Linked DNA regions of Anas platyrhynchos: region 1 is linked to region 2. A link is a contact called in public Hi-C data. All regions are on one chromosome and are shown on one strand. The core of a region is the stretch at or near the end of the contact, and the rest is flanking DNA. Distances in the headings are between cores, read along the strand shown. Region 1 holds the start of DEPTOR (DEP domain containing MTOR interacting protein). Region 2 overlaps DEPTOR (DEP domain containing MTOR interacting protein).

The links. A called contact is a pair of places that touch in the nucleus more often than the background predicts.
Region 1: a Hi-C map of subcutaneous adipose tissue shows a contact between it and region 2, with 1.9 times the contacts expected there. The contact joins the promoter of DEPTOR here to the enhancer-like site in region 2. A contact is called at or near these places in 4 of 8 Hi-C or Micro-C datasets (liver, skeletal muscle, small yellow follicle and 1 more).

What each region holds. Positions count from the first base shown.
Region 1 is chr2:13,424,828-13,430,453 of IASCAAS_PekinDuck_T2T, forward strand. DEPTOR (DEP domain containing MTOR interacting protein) reads right to left here and starts at 2,180. Exons shown (of 10, transcript XM_027452647.3): 1 at 2,021-2,180; 2 at 1,532-1,627. The coding sequence starts at 1,617.
Region 2 is chr2:13,371,616-13,377,792 of IASCAAS_PekinDuck_T2T, forward strand. It overlaps DEPTOR (DEP domain containing MTOR interacting protein), which reads right to left. Exons shown (of 10, transcript XM_027452647.3): 6 at 4,282-4,467; 7 at 3,528-3,662; 8 at 152-222. Among named protein-coding and RNA genes, the nearest start is that of COL14A1, 42 kb to the left of the region's middle. Within about 2 kb of position 3,261, at least 8 of the 8 cell types and tissues checked have an H3K27ac peak or open chromatin away from gene starts, as enhancers often do. A contact at or near this core is called in small yellow follicle and subcutaneous adipose tissue, where this site is marked.

The sequences.
Region 1 (5,626 bases), core at 930-3,429, 52 kb after region 2:
GCGTGGGATGAGCTGCTCACGAAACCACAGTCCAAGGAGACTTCCTACGTATTTTTGAAGGAATGGCCACAGGTAACTTCATGGGTCGGGGAATAATTGTGTCTGTTGATTATCCTGCCCAAAAATAGCCCCATGTTTTATTACTTTAATAAATACGGTGACAAATGACATCCCTGATTGTGATGCTAATGAGCTGATTGTAGGAGCCAGATTTGTTGCAGTTCCTCAGTCTTCTCCTTAGGGGAAGATTGCAAAGCTTCTGCTTTTATATTTAACTACAAGAAACACAGAAGGACTTAAACTGACCTTACTAGCAGGTTTTTTGTATTAAAACCGAGCAGTCAGCATTTAGTGAGATAAACTAGAAACAGTGGGATTCTTACCAGGCACTTTGACAAACAACTCAACACCAAGTCCACCCTGCAGAGCCCGCATGCCGATACATCCTTTCACCCAAGGTTTCATTTCAAGCTACTTTGATGAAAAATCGGAAGCTTGGAGCAGGCTCTGGTGTGTACTGGAGCCAGACCACAAAGATGCTTACTGCCTGGCCACGGGTATCACTGGTGTGCACCACAAGGTGCCCGTTGTGCTTTCCATGGACAGCACCAGTAACAGCATCTGCACTAGGATCAAGGATGGCACCTTCCAAATCAAGCAGCATTTCTATCGTTTTGCAGTGTTTGTCTGGCACCTGAGCAAAACATTTAAAGGAAAGCAAAGCAAAAGCTACTGATAAAATATGTTTACAATCTCTTTCCAGTGACACACACAGCACACGATAACCACGGGCTTTTTCCTCCTGAATCACAAGACGCTGCACCAGCGAACCGAACGGCTGAACATCTCTTTTCCCCTCCGTAGTGCACGGGTACAGATGGCACACTAAACACACCACAGAAATTACAAATTAACTGAGTCAGGCATTTCTGTTAACAGTTTCCGTGCTGCGCACAGCTCCGGGCGTGCAGCACCGAGCGCTGCTGCCGGCGGTGCCGGCGGGGATCCCCTTGCACCCGCTGGGGTGCAGGGCAGCGGGGGAGCAGGGAGCAGCCCTGTGGGGCATGGGTGTTATGGGACCACCAGAGAAAAGCAGGGGTGGTGTGGGACCACCGGAGAAATGCAGGGATGGTGTGGGACCACTGCAGAGGTGCAGGGACAGTGCGGGACCACCGCAGAAGCCCAGGGATGGTGCGGGACCACCGCAGAGGGACAGGGACGGTGCGGGACCACCGGAGAAACGCAGGGGTGGTGCGGGACCGCCGCAGAAGTGCAGCGGCAGCACTTGACTCGTGATTTGGGTTTTCCCCCCTCCCCACTGCCCATTTCTCCCAGGCTGGGCTGCCGGCAGAAGGTGACCCCGAGGTGGGGGTGTCCAGCAGCAGCCCCCCGAGCCCCTCCGCTGACAGAGCGGCCCCCGGGGTCCTGCAGGCAGCAGGGCAGGTGCTGGGCTGCCGGACCTCCCCCGTCTCCCCCCTTTTGGGGACGCCCCCCCCCCCGGCACCGGGGAAGGGGACAGGGCGCCTCTTACCGCAGCTGCTCGCCGGTGAGCAGGACCTCGGCCATGTGCTCCAGCTCCGCCGCTTTCTGCTGCATGCTGCTCATGCCCTCCTCCATCGCCGCCGGCCTAAGGGCACAGCACCCGGGCTTCAGCGCCGGGTCCCCGCAGCCCCCAGCCCCCTGTCCCCACCTGCAGGGGACAGGCAGGTCGCCGTCTCGCCTGGCTCCCCCCCCGGCAGTCCCCACACACACACACACCCCCAGCCCGCCCCGCTTTCCGTGTTATTGTGTCACGGGCGGGGAGAGAAAACGCAAAGGCAGCAGCGTCCCCCCCCGGCTGTCACACGGCGGGGGAGCCGCGGCTTCGTCCCCACGGCAAAGGGGACGGGCCCGGGGGGCTGCCAGCACACTCACGGGGAGCCCCCGAGCCCGGTTTGGCCTCTCAGGGGGCGATGCAGCCCCCCAGGATTAGCCCCATGTGGGGTGCTGACAGGACTCCCCCCCCCCCCGCTCGCCTCACCTCTTTGTCCCTCGGGCGGCGGAGGGGGAAAAGCCCTGAGGGGGCTGAGGAGAATTTGCTGTCAGAATTCAGTCCCGGCGGTGGGAAGGCAAGTGGCAGGTCGTGAGCACCGCCGGTCAACATTTCTGAGAGAAAAATAAATAAATGAAGCACACCGGGATGGACCAAAGTCCTGGATCGCTCGCCGCCTGCACGCCTTCACACACTGCGTGTGCGTGGAAAAATTGCATGTCTTAGCATTACTGTCATCATTTCAAGACCATAGCTACAGTTTCAGAACCAAAAATTAGGAGGGAAACAAATGGACCTGGTACAAATCAGGCTGGAAACAAAGAGGAGGAGGTAGTGCTATGCGCAGCCCCCAAGAGACTGGGAGCATTTATTAGCAAAGGAGGCTCTGGGTATACAAGAACAGACTTGGAGTCAAGGAAAAAATGGACAAGTACTTGGAAAAGAAATGTACAGAGGGTTAGTAAGCAGACAGCAGCCCTATCCAGCTCAGGAAATTCTCTGTGCTAAAAATAATTGAAAGCTAGGCAAAGTTTCATGTATGCTTTTTCTGCTGTTCCCTAACAACTGCTAAAGCCACTTGTGAGATGAGCGCTGGACCAGATGGACCTTTGGTTCAACCCCGTGTCGTCATTTCAGTGAACGTCTTATCATCTCTGACAGACCCCAGTGATCTGTGGATGGCAAAGGGAGCAAACCTGAATCTGCCTTTGTGTCATCTGTGGGATGGGCCAGGGAGGGAGGACACCTTGGGGTTTTAAGCACTACAGCTTGAACTTGCCTCCTGCGAATTCAGAAGACATCAGTTTAATCTGAATACTTGCAAATTCCCCCTAACTCCACTCAATCTAAAACATATAAAGTACACATTCACAGAGCTGGAGACAAAAGGGAATTGAAACAACCATCTCATCTGACCTTATCTTTAAGAAAAAGAATTTGCAGAGTAATTTTTATCAAGCTCTTGATCACATGACCGAGGCGAAGAAATTTCAAGACAATGCTATTGTACATTGCAGACCATTTCTACGTATGCCCTCGGCTCCATCAGCTGGGTTTGGCTGATTGAGCCGCTCTCCATCTCTAAAAGGGGGAAATGCCACCTGCTCTGCTCTGCCTGCTCATCCTTGCCTGGTGCCTTTGGCTAATTTTCACACTTTTAGGACCTCTGCTGCAGTTCAATTCACTAAACAGGCAGCAAAGTCACAGAAAGTGGATTGCTCCTTCTGAGCTAGCGAGCAGAGCTGTGCTGTGGGATCCCAAGAGTGCTGGAGGTGACACAGGGACAGGGTAGGCCTGGGCTGCTGGGAGCAGGAACAAAAGAGGAGGAAGAAGGAGAGGAAGAAGGGGAAGGATCTGACCTTAGGCAGTGACAAGCTACCAGCTTGATTCAGGGTGCGTGTGGAACTGCAGCCAGAAATGTGTATCTCTCCTCGCATTTCGGATTATTCTTGCAGGTCAGTGCAATTTCCTGTACTGAATTATTTAATGGTTATACACTACCATGTTTGCCTTTGCGCGCTGATGTCCCCTTCGTAATTTGTTCCACATGTTCACACTGAGACTTCTTACAGCTACAGTGTGCTTAAGAATAAGGGATTAGGCATCAGTCACCCCAAATCTGATGTCACTCCAAAACGGCTGACTAACATAAACCCAACGGGTCATGGTTCAGTCAAGGGCCAGTAATAAGCTACATAAAATAACCCATTTGGATGTTTGTAGCGTGTATGTTCTTAGTGTACAGACTGCTATAGAAACATAAGATTAGCAAAAGATTAAACTGTCTCGAGCCTCCCTCCCAGGACAGAATGGCCACCAAACCATGGCACGCACTGAGTCTGACATCCTGGCAGCAAAGGTGCTGAGCAGGGGCAAGAGACATCCCTCTGAGGTAACCTCCGGGAAGCAGGTTGATTTTTATGTTTTATTTTCTTAATAAACATGGGAACAATTTCAGGAGTCGCTGTTTATTTTAGATATGAATATGTACTTGAATTTTACCTCAGCACGGCTGGAATTAAGTGATGTTAAGGTAGCAAGCTAACACTGAGGCGTTCCTCACCCAGGAGCATGGCAAAGCTTTGAGCTGGAGCCCTGGGACATTTTAAAAGTCACCCTCCACAATATCAAGGGTAACAAGACCTGCATAAGTCTGGTGGAGAGTCAGCACCACACGCATCAAGGGAAACTCAGGTGTCTTCCAGTGACTTGAGGCTCTCTGGGAGGCAGCACGGCCCTAGGCTGCACAAGGAGACAATGGCTTTCTGCGGGACACGATGTAGAACAGGGACTTTGTATCCGAGTCCTGATTTTAGAAAGCATCCTAGTCATTTGTATCAACTTTCTTATCTCATTGAGTAAATGTACAAATGGTGAAACATAAATGTTTACAGAGCGAAATAAGAATATTGCATACAGAACACTGTTTAAAGAATATTGCATCTGTCACCTAACTTTTGACCTGATAAATTAATCTGAGATTCGATAAACTAATTCTTTAGTCCCACTAATTATTTTTCTGCAAGTTTAATTTAAAGCGAGACCTTCACATTAAAAATTTACCAATATTCATATACACACTTCTCATTCCTGCTCTAGCATTGTTTGCATAAGATTGTTTGTCTTTTCCTTGCTGGGATGACTAGAGCTTTTGAAACAGGAAAATAACAGACAAATCATTAAGGCATTGATTATCTCATGCAAAAGATGCTGAAGCTCTTCAAGGAGAAAAGACATTAGCAGGTGAGCTGTTCGATTGGTTTACAGTTTGTTGTTTTTTTCTTCCTGACATCTTTTGTGTGAGAGCCAGCATTATGTAAACCTCAAATTGAAAAATACTTGGTTCCTCTCTTACTGAGGAAGACGTACAAAATTGGGTTTTGCCCTTTAAGTAGACCTTTTAATTAAGTAGCTCTTGCAACACTCCTGGAAAATTAGTGTGGGGGCTTTTTTCTATATTCCCATGCTTATTTGCAAAGAGAAGTCACTTGTCTTTGTGCTTCAATTGGTTAACTTCCTTAGTACCAGGGGCCTGGCAAGGGAAACCAGAGGAACTACCAGGTATTGTCCAGCCTGCCCTCCTCTTTTCATGGTACGTACAATAGTATTTCCCATTCTTGGCAGTGCATAGATTACATTCAGTGCTGTTCATTTGCTGCTCCAAGTTCGAACAATTTAACTTGTCTGCTAGAAACTGGTCAGAAGAATCAGTGCTTGTGTGATTCAAAGGGCTGAATGCATCTGGCCAAGCTAATTTTAGTCTTGTGATAAACCACAGGAAAAGTTAGTGAGTTTTCAGGAAAAAAAAAAAAAAAAAAAAAAAAAGCATGTTGTAAACTTCTCTTTTTCTAATATAACATCCAAGTTCCTGCAAAATCCACCATGGTGAGATAACTGGAGGGTTTTATCACAATCCGTCTAACATTTCCACACTTGAGTGAGGCTTGTATCTGTTCAGATTCTTACATTTCATGTGTCACTGACCGTGCAATTGTTATAATAATAAGCTGAAGTGCACAGAAAAAGGCATTCTGATCCTGAGATATGCAGAGATGATCTGTAAGGGGCTTTCCGAGCCTGTCCTTGCTCAGTTTT
Region 2 (6,177 bases), core at 2,011-4,510:
ATGTGTGGAAGTACTGATAACGGACTTCAGGATTTTAAAGTACAACCCTTAACAAATGCAAATAAGCTCTAATTATCCCTTCAGAAAATGTCTGTTTGGATTACCTTATGCATGCAACACACAGAAATAGAGAAAAATACCAGAGACATACCGTAAAAGTTTTTCTGACATACGGGGCTCCAGGCATCAAGAGCTCATCGGCAGTCACCGGTCTCTTTAATACTGTAGGGGTACATAAAGGAATATTCAATATAAGCATTCCTCCGGAGTTTTTCCTAATAAATGAGACAAAATGTTGGAATAAGGTATCTTTTTGGTCCCAAATCCCATATAGTCTTTCAAGTCTTGCTTGAAAGTAGCAGAAGAGCCAAAGAAAAGACTGCAGAGTAACTGAGCACCAATGATGAGACCTTCAGAAAAATGGGTTGTTAAGCTAACAGACTTCAATGTCTGCAATTGGCATCCCCTAAACACTACCACGAACTTCAGAAATGGCTGTTCCTGTGTCCAATGCAAGTGGCCAACCTCCCTGGCAGGAAGCAGCTTTTCTTGCAGGCTCCCCCTGCACATTGTATGCTTTCAGCTATTTCATCTGACTCAGTTTGGAATCCCAGAATTCAGTAAGAAGAAAATTCTGAAGAAAGGTTATATTACGTACAGGAAAGCTTGGTAACCTTTCCTCCATTTCCCAACCCAAGAAGTGAGTCTTTGTCATTTCTGAATCCCCACCTCTTCCACCATTTATTTTATTTTTTTTTTTTTTGCTTGGAGATGGGAGCTGATTTTCCCTGCAAGAAGGCAGGGAATGTTGGCGTAGTCATGCAACATTGCTGCTGTTTGGTTCAGGTATTATCCCAACAAAGAGGTTTCTGCAATTGTAAGCACAGATATCTAATGCCCTCATATTCAGAGGTTCCCTGCTACTTTTCTGTATTATGAGTTCATTTTTCCCTGAACAAAGTAAATGCAATGTTCTGTCAAATCAGATTGATACCATTCTGCACACTGGGTTTTTCTGTCTGTCAATGCTTTACAATACAGAGGGCAATGTAAACCTGTATGTTCTTCACTACATTTGCCTGCTTCACCTTTCAAATTATGACTGCTTTTCCTTTAGTGATAAATGATTTTCGTGATGTCTGCCTTTTAAGTCACAGGTGGAATACAAAATTTCTCCCAGATGGTATTCTGAAACATTCATGAATTTCTTAATGACACTCCTGGGAGCGGAAAGAATTCTAGCACACAAACCAATAAGTATTTTTTTTCTTTCCCGTGGATTTTGACAAGCAGTCATTTAGCCAGAGTTACTCTTTTCAGAGCATGCCCATTCAACTTAAAAAACCTGGATCATTATGTTCAGTCAACAAATAAGAATCAGATAAACCATGTACACAGGACTCCCTTGCATGCCACCCTTCATTATACCCTCAGAAATTTTGTTTGATGACTGTTTTCCTACATGACTGGTCAAGTCATGACCTGTTTGTTTTAAAAGTCCTTGCCTGTAACAGAACTCAGCTGACAAGATGCCTGTCTCCTGTTTATTACTATAAAATTCAGCAACATGCTCTGGTTCTGGATAGCAGGAAACTATTGGTGAAAATATCGCTTTATAGTCCAGCAGAGGTTTGAGAATTCCTCCATAACATTTACATCTGACAGCCTTATGTTAACCTCTTCAAGGTGGTGTGTGGATCTGTAGCTGTGCTACAGGAGAAATTACCCTAGGGGAAGTTGCATTTAAAAAAAAACAACAATAATTTATGGAAGGGCAACATCAGCCTATCCTTTTTCTTCCAGTGTTGTGTAATCAGCTGCATTAAAATAAACTTGTTCTCACTACTCATGGGTTGACACTTCATATATAATCAGAATCATAAATGAATGGAATACCTGGCATACTTCAGATAATGCACACATTTATGGACAGCACATGAATGCTGGTTTATCTGTCCCAGAAAATTTTCCAGGATGCAATTATGGTGTACTGGGGCCAGGGGCTAACCACACCAAACCTATCAGAGTGTTTCTAGGTAGTATACCTGACACATATTTTGCCAAGATACAATGCTGTGGCACTTTTTATAGAGGGGCAAACACGTGGGAAGGTGACATTGAGCACCCAGCAGCAGCGTACTCTGAGTGTGCAATGACCAAGAGCACCGAGAGCGCTCCCCAGAAATGAACAGCAGGTCCAGTGTATGGGGTTATGCTTCTGGTCATGCAACCACCCTCAGTCCTTCAGATGATTTTAATTTAGACCCTCGTCCTCAGTTCCCAGCAGAGCCTAAAGAGAGGGAAGGAAATGTGCTAACAGCAGAAAGAGCATGTCCCTGTAACTACACCTGTGTTTCTGATGGCCACTCTGCACAACGGGGATGAAATGCACTTACTCATCTCCAGAGCGAATTGTCAGCGTTTTGAACAAGTCTCACATAGTGCTTGACGCACTCTCTAGCAGTCACTTGAAATGCCAGCATCCCTTTGAAGGAGAAGCTGACAGTCATCCACTGAAGCCTTCCACAGATGTACAATGCTGCCCACACCATCAGCAGGGACACAGCAGCGAGCTCCTTGGAGTGTGCTCACGTCTGTGCAAGATCACTGCTTTCCCACCTCCCTTTAGCAGGCTGGTGCAGGGCAAAAGCAACCCCCTCACATACCTTGCACAATGGCATAGGTGTCCCCTCCTCCAAACAAGCAAGAATCCCAAAATTGACCTCCTGCCCATCAGTTGTACACACCCCTCTAGCCAGAGCAGAACTGGGAATTTGTACTAAATCCAAAATATTAAGGAGCACAAAGGGCAACATGGACTTTGAACTTCAGGGCTCTTTCTGAGGGAAATAGAGAGGCTGAAACAACATCCATCCCAGTCTGTTTTCCCCTCCACAGATGTACAATAAGAAACAATTTTAACCAAGCTGTAGAAGAATGGGTGTGTTTAACCTTCCGGCATGGGATAGGAAATCCTTTCAAAAGGAAAATAAGCTTCACCACTGCTTTTACCTTCCCAAACAAACCAGTGCAAGACCTAAACAAATGAAAACATTGAAATGGTCTTTGAGAGGCTCAAACAATGCTTCCTCCGGTTTTGGATGCTGCTGTTTTCTGAGCTGTGCTATTTCACAGTGGCCACTGGACAGTTAAACCCTCCCATGACTTACGCCAAAGGAATGTCTCAAGGAGGAGGCTTGCATCGGCCCAGGGCTTGGCAGTGCAGAGGCGAAGCTGAGTCTCTGCCTGCATGTCCTCCTCAGAGATAAATTGCAGCTCCAACCACAATTATAGGCTTGGTGCAGAGATTATGGGAGGCAGACGTCTGGCTTGCATTCGGCAGGACTTCAGGCTGGGTGATGCTAACAGTTCCCCCCTGGCCTTAAAAAACCATGGTGCTGTGAATTTTTAATCTATCCTTGAAAAGATAAACCTAGACGTGACGTTAGGCATTCCTCACATCTCCTTGTCCCCAGACAAATGCCCGTGCCTGTCGCCTGTGCATCAGAAGCGATGCTGGTGCTTACCAGATTTGGGGTTGCAGAGCACGGGGGGGCTGCTGCTGAGCGTTGGGCTGCTGCTGAAGTACCCGCTGCTGCCACAGCTGCTCATGCTGCTCCTCCGCACCGCCGACACGATCTTTATCTCCTTGGTGGGACTCACTGCACGCCCCGAGAAAACACAGGGAGAAAGGGAACCGGTGTCCATTATTAGATGCATTTCTCCAGGTTCTTTAAGACACAAAGCCATGCTTTCACCTTCCTAAGGGGTAAGCGTGTTGTACACAGAAGGGTCACTGCGTGAGTATAACACCACAGCTAACATGACAGCTGAACTGCTCCCATAGCAGGATTTTCTAGGAGGCATTTCAGTACAGAGAAATAAGCTTTTCTACTTCCCATTTATTCTTTCATTTCCTGCTTGATAGCACTGTACAGCAAACACTGCAGGATCCCTTCCCCTCATTTTTCTCAAAACCAGCATAGAGTATATGGCAAATTACTCTGGGTTTAGGGGGATTTGAATCCATTCTGTTGGATCGTGGACACTAATTTTTGACCAGCAAGCGAGCTGTTATTTATACAGGAGCAAAAACCACCACAGAGAGCTAAAGATTTGGTAAACTGAGTAAAAGCACAATCCCTGTGAAGAGGGATATGCAATACCCTGCTCTGTTTTTTTTCAGATAAACACTGAAATCCCTCTCACAAAAAGGATGCTAAAGGATATTTAGCATCCCATGGAGTCACTCTACAGACAGCAGTAGAGTTGATGAGTCACCTGAGAGAAAACTGGTGTGTTTTCTGTTGTCATGGTTCTGCTTGCGCAGGCAAAAGGGGCTGTCATGGCTTTCTGGCATCAGGCGAGACTTCTCAGTGAGCAGCTCCATCAGCCGCCGCCGCCGGCGGAAATTCATTCTGCACTGGTAGAGCAAGTTGCTGTCCATAAAATGGTGCTTGTTGGACACTGGAAAAAGAAATGGATAGATGTGATTGCTTGGTGGGACTGAAATTTGAGTATACCTGTCTGCCACATGTGCCCTCCCACCAGGAACACTTGCACCTCTTTCCTCCCAGTTGCAGACTCAGAAATGGGGCAAGGTGGCTTCACACAGGTGGCTTCAACATGAATGCTTTTATAGGGTCGGTAACACAGGAGGAACCTCAGCAGCCACAGCTGCAAGGCATCTTTCAGAGCACCTTGATTAATGGCAAGCACTCATTTTTGTCGAGTGGAAGTGGAAGCACTCCAGCACTCTGCGACAGGCTGCGTGACGCCCCTCTGGGTGCACACTGTGTGCCACGCGGAGCTGTGCTCACCAGACTCACATCCCTCCCTCCCCTGAGCCTTGTGCCTCGATCTCAGGCGGCACCGAGAAGCTGGCCGCCCTGCCTGCCTCCGTCAGAGCCACGGGGCAGCAGAAAAGGGAGACCTGTGCGTTTCCTCTGTCTTATCCACCACAGACACGGTGTCCCAGCCACTTCCTGCATCCCGCTTCCTCTCCTTTGCACGCATATACGCAAGGTTTGGGAACAGGCACCTGGCCAAAAATCGTTTCTAACGTAACCAGCAGAAGTCTTAATTACAACCTGTTTGGACGCTGAGAGCAGATCCCAGGTTGCTGGGGGACTGAGTGTGCCCACTGACCGCAGCCTGGCCGCAGTGTCTGCGTGGCTGCTGTTGCTGTTTCTCAGTGGTGATGTAAAATGCAGCAGTTGGCCCGAGCTCTGTGCCAGGTCCCTGAAGAGCTCTGACTCCTGCAGTGCTGGACTGCAGCAAGCTCTCCTGAGCAGCCCCTGCGTTAGCACTGCAGGATCCTAAATAGCTGCAGGAGACGTTTTGGCTGCGTTCTCCCCGTCCTCACTCAGCTCTGATCACGTTCCACAGAAATGACTTCCCGCGGCTGATCGTTCCCGTGAAGGATCTACCTCCTGGATTTACCCCGTTTAGAAATTGCATTTCTTCCCAGATTGGCTCACGAAGGCTGGCGGGCTGGATGTATTTACAAGTAATGCATAAACAACACCACGGATACGCGCTCAGACAGCAGCCAAGCCTGACGCTTGGCAAACATGACAGGCACTCGGCCTCAGCCTCTGCTGCAGGCGCTGCGCCGGGGCCTCGCTCTCAGCTCTGCCCGGCACCTGCGATCCAAAAGCAGCAGAACCCAGTGTGCTGTGCCCAATCTGCAGCCCTCAACGTGCTCTTTGATCTCATCCCTTCTTTCACACCCCTCAACACGTTCCTTCTTCCTCTCACCCCTTCTGAATACCTTAGGAGTTTGTAGCAGGAGCCTTGCGTGATAGCCTTGCAAAAAAGGCTGGATTTAAGCATGCACTTCCTCTGTCTTTTGACACCAGTGAGGAAGGAATGGCCTCAAAGAGCCCAGACATCTCCTGCAGCAGCTTCTGGTCTCAGACACCATGTTCATGCCAGGGAGGTGAAGTGGCTTACACTTACTTCCTTAGAAGAGGCCAGCCTAGCTGTGATGCTCAGGGCTCAGCCCTCCACTCGGGCACAGAAGCTGCCATATGGGGTCAGACTGTGAGTCCCTCTCACGGAGGAGCCTAGAGAAGCTTGTCTCTTGCTTGCCTGGGCCACTGCCAGAGATGGGACACTGCACAGATGGACCTTCTGCCTCTGGGACACAGGGAATAATCAGGGCACAGGAGCTTC